Regions from separate parts of the Mus musculus genome. Here region 2 is linked to region 1. The links are chromatin contacts, called in public HiChIP or PLAC-seq maps. All regions are on one chromosome and are shown on one strand. Each heading gives the region's core, a stretch centred on a gene start, on an enhancer-like site or on the middle of the called end of the contact. The rest is flanking DNA. Distances are from core to core; before and after follow the strand shown. Region 1 holds the start of Enox1 (ecto-NOX disulfide-thiol exchanger 1). Region 2 overlaps Enox1 (ecto-NOX disulfide-thiol exchanger 1).

Region 1 (5,002 bases), core at 2,285-4,784:
TATTAGAATGATCGGCATGTAGAACGCCAGCTGTACCGAAGAGCGGCACTGACAGCCGAAACAGATACTTGTGCACTTTGGCTGCGAACAAGCTGTGACCTCCTCTCTATTTTGTGTGTGTGTGTGGGGGGGGTGTTTTTTTGTTTTGTTTTGTTTTTGTTTTTTAACTTTCCTCATGACGTCTACCATCTGGTCAGAATTAAGTTATCGTGAGTAGTTTCTGTACTAAGACTAGGCTAATAATAACAGTGTGGGTAGGAACTAGGTAACTTGAGCCTGCTCCTTGTTCAAGGCTCCACTCAGTACCGATTTTGATCTTAGGTGCAGGTCCATTTTTTTTTTTAATAATTTGAAACTCAAGTGGACTAAGTGGTCTGGGACCTAATTATGAGGGAAATTACCCGTATCCTTATGCAAGCTCACAGCCACTAAAACCACAGCAGCACTTCAGCTAAGGGCTCCTGGCTTCTCACTGAAGAGAATTTGGGGCTCTGTGCTCCTAGCAGGAGGAGCTGACTTTGAGATTCACAGAACATCTTCCTGCCCAAATCTGCTGGTCTTTGAGAGGTGGAGCCTTTGGGTTTCTTTTGTTTGTTCACTTGGGGTGTGTGTGTGTGTGAGTGTGTGTGTGTGAGTGTGTGTGTGTGAGTGTGTGTGTGTGTGTGAGTGTGTGAGTGTGTGTGTGTGTGTGTGTGAGTGTGTGTGTGTGTGTGTGTGAGTATGTGTGTGTGTGAGTGTGTGTGTGTGTGAGTGTGTGTGTGTGAGTGTGTGAGTGTGTGTGTGTGTGAGTGTGTGTGTGTGTGTGTGTGTGTGTGAGTGTGTGTGTGTGTGTGTGTGTATGAATGATCAGGCTGTAAGTGTCTGTCCTCAGGTGTGTTCCATCACAGTCTTGTGTTTCTAAAGGTTATGCCTGAGGGATTATGGGAAATGAGAAGAGCCATTACATCAAGGATTCTTTTCTCTCTTTTTGAACAAGTCTCTTCGCTATACAGTCTATTATTGCCTACTATCTAAATAGTCTGGAGGCCTAAAGATCAATATTTTAATCCTCATCACATCTCAAACTTTTATCTTTTAAACATATTACTATTACTTTTAATTATGCGCAGGTCTGTGTCTTGCATGTAGGTTTGCGGTTGTGGGTGCGGGTGCCACAGCGCCCTGAGGGACTGGAGCTTCCTAGAGTCAGAGTCACAGTGGTTTGTGACCGCCTACAGTGCCAGTGGGTGCTGGGAACCGCTTGGGCCCTCTCCAAGAGCAGTAAGTGCTTTTAACAGCCGAGCCATCTCGCTGGCTCTGAAACTGTTATTGATAAGTCAGTCAGAAATATTAAATGTCTCAAATTGTTATTTCTCCTTTCCATTGTTTATCTTTCTATTTGTATGGTGTATCTTTTAAGTGGTGGGTAAAGAGCAATAGCCATGTGCCTACTTCTACTTAAACATTGGCTTCTTATCACTTGTGTTGGTGGTGACACGATATTTGAAGAAGTTGCAGCTTTGAGAGCATTCTTCCACTCTGGTAGGTAAGACAAATATGTGGCAAATGAACAGAATTTTATAAACATTTGAAAATTGTCTTGGAAGACTGTCTTACATTGGTGGTCTAGTTTGCCTATCGGCGGTCCAGTCTGCATATCTGCTCCCAAGTTTTAGAAATTCTTTTCAAGGCAGCGTTTTAGATATCTAAGTTTCTCATTTAACAAAACAAGAGTTCCAAGATGATAGCCAATGTCTCTTCAGAAGACTGTAAATGAAATGACAGTGAAGTCATTGGAAGGGACCCCCTAAGAGAAAACATAAAATGGATTTATTTGGAGGCACCCAGATAAATCCTTTTTAATTCTCACTTTATTTCAGTTATAGTTCACAGCTGTGGTATCATGGCTGGCAAGAGAGGCAGCTCATTGGAAGAGCCCGAGTTCAAAGGAATTGAAATTGAGCGTGGAATGTGAAATCGAGAACTCTTGCTTCTAAGAAGATGACTGGAAATACTGAGATTGGAGGAAGCCACCCTGAAGCAGCAGCAGAATTAGCAAGCCCCAGTGACCTTGTAACGTATGGGCCAGTGTTTAGTGCCTAGTGTTCCTGACAAGAGAAAAGCTTGCTTCTGACCAGCATCTAGAGGCAGACAGATTTAACACCTCCTTTCCTATCCTTTTCTGTAGAAGGGAGTGTAGAAACTGCCAAGTATCTGCAACTCGGTGACTTGGACCTTTTTTGAGAAGGTTAGGTGTCCCCAGGATCTTTATCCTTTGCTCAGGCAGATTATACCACCAAGTTCCTTTCTGAGTGCTCTTTTCGTGAATCTTTTGGTAAATTTGCACAATGGGTCAGTCTTCTCCTATGTTCCTTCTTTGCACTGGGGCCTGGCAGCCCGAGGGGAAAAATAGTCTTTCACACAGGGAACTGGCATACGTTTAAATCAAGCAAGCCTAGTGGGATGGTAATGACATTCCCACCATCTGAGTTTCTGCCTTCAGGATATGTGAAGCTAGAAAACAATGTCATTCATTCAACATTTATAGAGAACACACAGTGTACAGGGGCGCTGTGCAAGTCTTGGAGGGCAGGCAAAAGTGCAAACCCTAACCCGCTCTTGAGGATTCCTGCCAAGAAGAGCATGACAACTGCAACACGGACCTTACACTCCTGGAAGGAATTCTTGGGTGAATAAAGTCTGCTTATTTAAAGTAAGCATGGAAAACTATACCAACAGCTCGATGTACCTTTCAGGAATAGGACAGATAAGTGGGATTTAGTCATAATCTCTAAGGTGTTAGAGCGCTCGGTGATGAAGGTGTTCTCAGCTTGCTTTGAGTTACTTGTGTATCGGGACAGTTGGCAGAATCCTAACAAAGAGAGGGCCAATACTTCTATATGGAGGTGGCTAACTTTGAGGGAAAGTGGCTTCCAAGGAGAACAAAAAGGTAACATTTTCATCTGGAGCGATCCCAACCACCACTGAGGCATCCTAATACCCTGGGTAAAACCTCTGTGCCCAGGCTCAACCTTAGACAGCGCCGGGTTGAGCAGTGCATCTCAGCATCCTGGAGTCCACTGCACGCACCGAGTTCCCCCCCGCACCCCGGTCGCCTGCCTGGCGCCTTCAAGGTCGCCATGGCAACCATGGGGTACCAAGACCAGTCCCTGAACGTCCAGCCTAGAAATTCAAACTGGCAGCAGTGGCACGAGCGAGTCGCCTCAGCTCCTCCCCCGAGGGAATAGCGCGATCCTCGGCCGTGGGCACCACTTGTGCAGCATCAGTGGCAGAGCGCTCCTCCGGCTCCAGATCGGCCGGGATCCGGAGCTCGAGCGCGCCACGCCGCCTCTCATCTGGTTTCTCCGCCGGGCCAGTCGCTTCTTCGGGCCAGACAGGCCGCCCATCCTTTCACCGCTTTACGGATTTCCGGGGGCGACGAATTTTGCCTCGGTCCCTACGAGCATCTCTCCGCTTCGCTCCCCCGCCCCTCGCGACTCCCCCCACTCCTGGGCGCGCGCGCGCACACTCACTCACACTCTCAGGCGCGCGTGCGCACGCCCGCGCGCCCCGAGCCGCGGAGTCTCCAGCGCCCCTGAGCAGATCCCACTCTCCCGGGCGCTGCTACTCACACAGGCTTCCAGCCGCCACGGGGCGTCCTCTGTCTGCGGCAGCAGCGGCGGCGCGAGCGGAGGCTGCAGTCTAGCCGGGTCTGGCTGCTCGGCGCCCTGGACAGAGTCCGGCAGAAGCGCGATCGGGAGGAGACGCCGAGGCAAGGAGGAGCCGCGCCGCGCCCGGCGCTCGCTTGCCTCGAATCCCCGCACCGCGGCCCCAGGTAAGCGGCTCCGCGGCCCGCAGCATCCCCGGGGCGTAGGGACTCGCCGCCCATGGGGGGTTCCCGGTCCCGCCCCCGTCGTGGCCGGGGAACAAGGCACCGAGGGGAGTGGGCGAGGGGGGAGGGGAGCGGAGCTGGAGGTGAGGCTGGAAGGCAGCGGTGTGGGGGAGCCCCCTGCGCCCTTCCCCGACGCTCCTCGGGCTCCCGCACTTTTATGAGCCGGGGGTGCTCAGCGCCCCACACAGATGTACTCCGCTCTTTTTTATCGCTGGCCGGCTAGAGTCCGCTCGGGCTCCGCGCCTACCACGCACCAACCGCCTCCCCTGCACCTTGGACAGCGCACCCCGCCGCTCGCCTCCCGGGGACCGCACCCGGGACCCTGTCCTGCCCGCGCAGCCCTCCGGTTGTTCCGTTCTTCCCATAGTGTCCTCCTCCTGTCTTGCATAGCATCTCCCTGCCTTGGCGTTCTCTACTCTGGCGCGGGCCAGAAACTTTCCTCTCTGCCCGATCTGCGCGAGGTACTATTGTTGTTATTTGTGTCTTTCCTTCTCGCTGGGAACTGGACACAAGGACAGGTCTTCCTCTGCGGGCGATCGCCTGCCTTTCCCAGTCCAAGACCGCACTGGGCAGCCGGACTTGGACACCCGGCCGGCGCCTCGGCAGCTGGACGCCCGCGGGTTCCCCGCCTCTCTGGACACGTGCACTCCTCCCACGGACGCGGCCCCTCCCGGACCACCCTATGTCCTACCCCTGCATGGCCACGGCCACCCCATAGGTTGGACACCCGGGATCGCGGGCTCTGATTGGTTGATCTCATAACCCCGCCTCCTTGGAGGGGGTGGTTCTGGAGTGTTGTGGTTGTCATCCCGCAGCGAGCACATGGGGGAAGTGGGGTCGACAGGTGGGGAAACCCAGCTCTATGGCATACACATCCCAGTGTATGTAATCCGGCTAGTATCATTCCTTCAAATTGCACATTGTGCTTTACTCCCCCTTCCGCAGTCTTCCACTGTTATAACATTTTAAAAAATTTAAATTTTGTTGAGATTATGTTTGTTCAGTGGTAGTGGTTTTTAAAAGTAGCTTTAGGAGAATGCAGGAAACGAATGCACGAGAGGAGATTCATGGCAAACTGGGCTGCATGTTTGAGTTTGGTCCTTTGGAGGAAGTAGTGAAGGGTCATTAAGG
Region 2 (5,120 bases), core at 603-3,102, 470 kb after region 1:
AAGGGGAAATTACTAACGTCGTCTTATAAGACTAATTAAGACTCGGTCCCTGAAGTGAAAGTATTGCTCATAAATTCTAGAAAATCTTTACAGCCTGTTGTCAGTCCTCCCTTCCCTAGGAGAGAATCCACACAGTTGTGCTTTGCTGTGCAGTCACAGTTACTACCAAAAGCCAGCCGAGAAACGGGGAGCAATGAGAGAGTCTGAAAAATGTTTGCTCAACTCAACTTTGTGAACACCAGAGAAACCTTTGTGGGCATTTAAGCTGATACAGGGCGGGCCCTCCTGAGAAGGGAGAGCCTCTCACCCTTGTGCCCACTACAGGGTCCTTTTCTCTCCAGGTGCCCCAGCATTGTTTACAGTGGGCTTATTGGACAGATAAGAAACTACAACTAAGAACTAATTTCTTATCTCTCAGAGGGACATTTTAAATCTTCATCTTGAGCCAAAGATGATGAAAGCAAAGACTATGATTTTCATATACTTCACAATATTTTTATATTTTTCAGATAAGGACCCTGAGATCTCAGGGACATTTCATGATTTGTCCCAAGTCTGATGTCTGAGAATTGGTATCAGGCTTCCAACCCCCTCCCCCAACTCTGTCTGTATAAGTGTACATCTTGTGCGTGCCCTTACTCGCCAGCAAAGCAGACTCCACAACAGGATCCTTCTGCACACGTTTATTGGGAGAGCTTGATTGCAGAGGCGAAGAGACCCCAAGCCCAGAACTGGTGCTGCTTATATAGGCCTAGGAGAGGCATGTCTCACACCCGGATTGGTTATGCATGGGTTATGCTTACCACCTCATTTGCATGTCTCACATCTGATTGGTTAACTTCTTTCTCATCTGATTGGTTAACTTATCTCTCATCTGATTGGTTAACTTGTCTCTCATCTGATTGGTTAATTCTCAAAACCTCTTCTTGGCAAAAAACTTTACTGCCTATGTATGTGTGGTGGCCAGCGCCACCCTGCAACGGCACATGTGGCTTCCCACATGTACACATAGAGGCCGGAGGACAACCTTGGCAGTTGGTCCTCAGGCATCATCCATTTTGGTTTGTTTGCCCCTCACCTCCACCCTCCACTGGCATAAACCTCACCCAGTATGCCGGGCTGGTTGGCTAGCCAGAGAGGTCCAAGGATTTAACCATCTATGTCTCCCCATGTGTAGGGGTCACAGGCATGCAGTGAAATACCTCTCTGTTTGCTTGTTTTAACATAGGTTCTCAGAGATAAAAACTCAGGGCCTCATGTTCACAAGGCAAGCCCTTTCTTTACCTCCTGAGCTTTCGTCCTGCCCCTCCACCTTTCCATCTCTGACCCACTAGTGCCTCTCTCCTTCACAGAGTCCATGTCACCTGCACTCCAGTAGCGACAGGGACGGCAGTATAGGCGGGGTGTACAGAGAATGATGGCATTTCTCTCACATCCACTGCTCCTCAGAAGTACGAGGCAGTCCCCCAGACTACTTCCCCTCTTTTCTGTGGCATTCCGCTTTCCTAACTGTGTATCAGAGGCTCCATATGTAACTCCGCGGGGTTGAATGAATGAGCTGTCCTTTCAGGTCATTAAATCCTGAGCAAACAGGGGAAGGTAAAGGACGAAGCTGACAAAGAACAGCGAGGTTGAAATGAGAGGTAGGGTAAAATTACCACAGATGAAAAATACATCTATAGTTGATTTTTTTTTTAAATTTTTTGAGGGGGGGGAGTGTGAAAGTTGCTAGGTCCTTGGGCTTTTCAAATAGAAATTAACATTTAAATTAGACTCTTTCTTTCAGCCCCTGCCATGTAACATTTAGGCTCCTAAGGAATATTCTAATTGATGCCGGATCATCAGCCCTGTGTTAACAAAGCCCTTTATAGAAGCTCTCCACAGCACTTTCTCTTGTGTTCAATAAGAAGCCGAGTAACAAGAGAGGGCCTCCTCCAAGGAATTCTTTTAACCTCTCAGAAACAAAATATTTCATGCTAATTCCTGCTTAATTGGAAGGAAGTCTTTTTTTTTTCCTTTTTTTTTTTTTTTTTTTTTTTTTTTTTTGTAAAAAGAATACCATTGATTGGGTTTGAAGCCTGTTCCACTTCTGACCTCTTTATTTTAATCAAGGTCACCTAATAAACTTGCCCAAACAGCTCTAGTTCTCAATTAAAAAAAATAAAGTAGCACACTTTAAAAGCATTTAGTGTGTGATTAATTGTGCTGAACTGGGGATTCAGCACTCGCAAGGGCCTTTGTGGGGAGAGTGGAACATTAGTATCTGAAAAATTATACCCATCAGAAACTCAAAAAAAAAAAAAAAAAAAACCCACCTGTCTGGGTGAGGATTCAGGGAAAGTTGTTATCATACCCAATAGGAAAAGAGTTTTAATGCCTGAACTACTCTGTTCAATGGAAGAAAGGCAGCTAAAGTGGCCATGCAGACAGTTTATAAAATGCACCCTGCTCCTCCTGGCCAAGGACTCGGAGAAGATGGAGCTGTCCAAGCCAGGTTTCTTGGGAGCTCACACTCTGGCACTAGAAAGCAGTGTTCTTAGAAGACTGAACTTAGAAACACCCAGCGTTCTAACAGTCCTCCCCCGATCTTCTGCACAGACTCTGCATTCTGTGAGCTTGAGGAGGGCCAGACTCACCTGGAGGCTGTTTGGAAAAGAATATTTGTTGTTCAGGTGACAAAGGCTTTAGAGCAGCTGAGAAAGGAACATGCGAGACCAAGAACTGGTGTCCCCAGTGGAGTGCAGACCAGCATGGAGGCCAGAACAAGTCAGACTCCTTGGTGCAACTTAGCATTGTCTCTGGGATAGCTTATCCCTTCTTCAGCCATGAGATTTCTTTTTTTTTTTTTTTTTTTTTTTTTTTTTTTTTTTTTTTTTTTTTGGTTTTTTGAGACAGGGTTTCTCTGGATAGCCCTGGCTATCCTGGAACCCACTTTGTAGACCAGGCTGGCCTCGAACTCAGAAATCCGCCTGCCTCTGCCTCCCGAGTGCTGGGATTAAAGGCATACGACACCACGCCTGGCATGAGATTTCTTAAGGGCAGCTTACTCTTAGTTTCCGCCGCCTCCTCCTCCTCCTCCTCCTCCTCCTCCTCTTCTTTTTCTTCTAAATAAGATTATGGGGAAAGATTCAATAAAAGGATTTATGGCAAGTTGAAAATACCTTGCACTGTAATAGCAGAAATTATTAACAGGAGGTATAGATGAACAACCTAGGCTGGGCTACACACAGGATCACCTGGGGAACCTGGTACGCATAGCCATGCTCTGAGCTAATGTCCAGTCCTGTTATCAAACCACTACACGGGGGATTCTGAGGTACAAAGGATGGAGAGGGATTTTAACATGAGGGTCAATGGTTCTTTGTGGTAGGTGGGAAGGGAAAGAGCAAGATAAGACAAGGTAACAGGATGAGAGAGAGAGAGAGAGAGAGAGAGAGAGAGAGAGAAAGTAACGCCATAGTCAAAGATCAAAATGTGTGATGTACAGGAAGAGGTTGGTCAAAGGCAAGAGAATGGAGGAAGTGATGTCAGTCTAGTTTGCAAGGACCAGGTAACGAACTGCCCGCATCAGCCGCATTCACAGTCTGCACCAATTGGTGCAGGAAAGGCCACTTGAAATGGGTGGGTACAGAAAGACCTGGTATAGGCCAGGGCCACAGTTCTTACGTTTCCTCTCTTCTAGAACAGCCAAGACTGTCCCCCTGTGTTGCTAATCAGAGAGGAGAACAAGTATGTCACATTTTTATAGGGAGACTCTTGCTGCCTGTGAACAGTCTGGGAAGAGGTTGCCCATGTGAGGGACCTCCTCTCCCGTGGCACTGACCAGGCCAAAGGCCAGGGTTCAACGGCGCTTAGTTCTAGAAGTTCAATCTGACCTCCTCAGAGTGAGAACCAGAAGCCAGTCATGGTGGGAAAGATAGCTACTAAGAAAAGTATTGCAAGATAGGGCGCAGGGATCAGGAGAATGGAGACTTAGCCTGGAGGACTCTTAACATCACTCAGTCGTTGCGTTGCAGGAGAGAAAATGGTAGCATCCAGAGTAGACCAGGAGAGAAATTAAGGAAATAAGGGAGCATAGCACAGAGGGCAGAGATGCCTCGAAGGCCATGGCCAGTGGCTGAAGCTGAGACAGGGAGCTCTCGCTGACAGAGATGCCATTAAGGGGGGACTAACAGAAATCAAGTGCCCCAAACTAATGAACAACAAGACTGGCAGAACATTTTATAGGTCACATTAGACATCTGCCTCCAGACCCTGTTACACTGAGGTGACACTTCTTACAGTGGGAGGGGAGGTGGAGGGGGTCATGGGGGAGGGGTAGGCAGAGTAAGAGGCTGCTCAGAACCAAGTGGGGATGAGATTGCGTGTAATCTTTCTCAAAGTAAGTGCAGCTGGGCTGGGCAGAGCCAGAGATCAGTTTCTAAAGCAGAGCTCAAGAAGAGGCATAGAGGACTGGTGGATGGCTGTGCTTCTTAAGAAAATGGTACCATGTGCGTGCGTGTGTGTGTGTGTGTGTGTGTGTGTGTGCACGCGCGAGTGTGCATGGGCAAGGTAGAGCATGCATCAGGAAAGGAAAATAATGCCTTTTACTGGGGAAGATTCCTAAAGAAAAGTCAGTCATCATTTGCTAGGGGAGGCAGCTGTGGACTGGAGGAGTGGCTGCTTGCATGTCCACAGACTTGGGAAGGCCTATCCCTTCCTCCCCCAGCCTCACCCATCCACCTAGGCACCCACTCCCAGAGTCCACTGAGTCCTTATTAAACCCGTTTCTAGGATGCACTGTCTGCCCCTAGGTCACTTCCACTTTCTCTCCAGCTCTCCCTGGAGCAAAGGCCTTTCTTTCCCCTCCACTGGCCACCACCCATTGTGGAGAGAGCCTTGTTCACTCACTGCTCAGACTCTCCTGTCTCTGAGGCCAGGACAGCTGTGGTAAGAGCCTGCTCCCTTGGCCAGCCCTGCCACAGCCTAGAGCGGCACTTGGCTGTCCTTCTCTTGCCCCGAGGACTCCAAAGTTTGCTCAGACCAGTCAGCACATCCTTTAGCATTGTGGACCACAGACTTTTCCGGCTCTGGGAAGTCAGCACCCAGAACACCTCTTTCTTTTGCTTCTGCTCCTCTGA

Evidence for each region. HiChIP or PLAC-seq counts read pairs in DNA pulled down with a chosen protein or histone mark.
Region 2: a contact with region 1 is called in an H3K4me3 HiChIP or PLAC-seq map of embryonic forebrain, with 6 times the contacts expected there. The contact joins the enhancer-like site here to the promoter of Enox1 in region 1. A contact is called at or near these places in 16 of 39 promoter capture datasets (the 3T3-L1 cell line, 3T3-L1-derived adipocytes, the C10 cell line and 10 more), 1 of 15 datasets of contacts at CTCF or cohesin (the NIH/3T3 cell line), 6 of 484 Hi-C or Micro-C datasets (the HL-1 cell line, the N1E-115 cell line, brain and 3 more), 15 of 115 datasets of contacts at active chromatin or transcription factors (SST interneurons, astrocytes, bone marrow-derived macrophages and 11 more) and 1 of 9 other capture datasets (liver).

What each region holds. Positions count from the first base shown.
Region 1 is chr14:77,153,229-77,158,230 of GRCm38.p6, forward strand. It overlaps Enox1 (ecto-NOX disulfide-thiol exchanger 1), which reads left to right and starts at 3,535. Exons shown (of 19, transcript NM_172813.3): 1 at 3,535-3,814.
Region 2 is chr14:77,625,414-77,630,533 of GRCm38.p6, forward strand. The region is part of intron 13 of Enox1 (ecto-NOX disulfide-thiol exchanger 1); the gene reads left to right. Among named protein-coding and RNA genes, the nearest start is that of Gm52115, 31 kb to the left of the region's middle. Within about 2 kb of position 1,853, at least 14 of the 459 cell types and tissues checked have an H3K27ac peak or open chromatin away from gene starts, as enhancers often do. A contact at or near this core is called in embryonic basal ganglia, embryonic forebrain and embryonic stem cells, where this site is marked.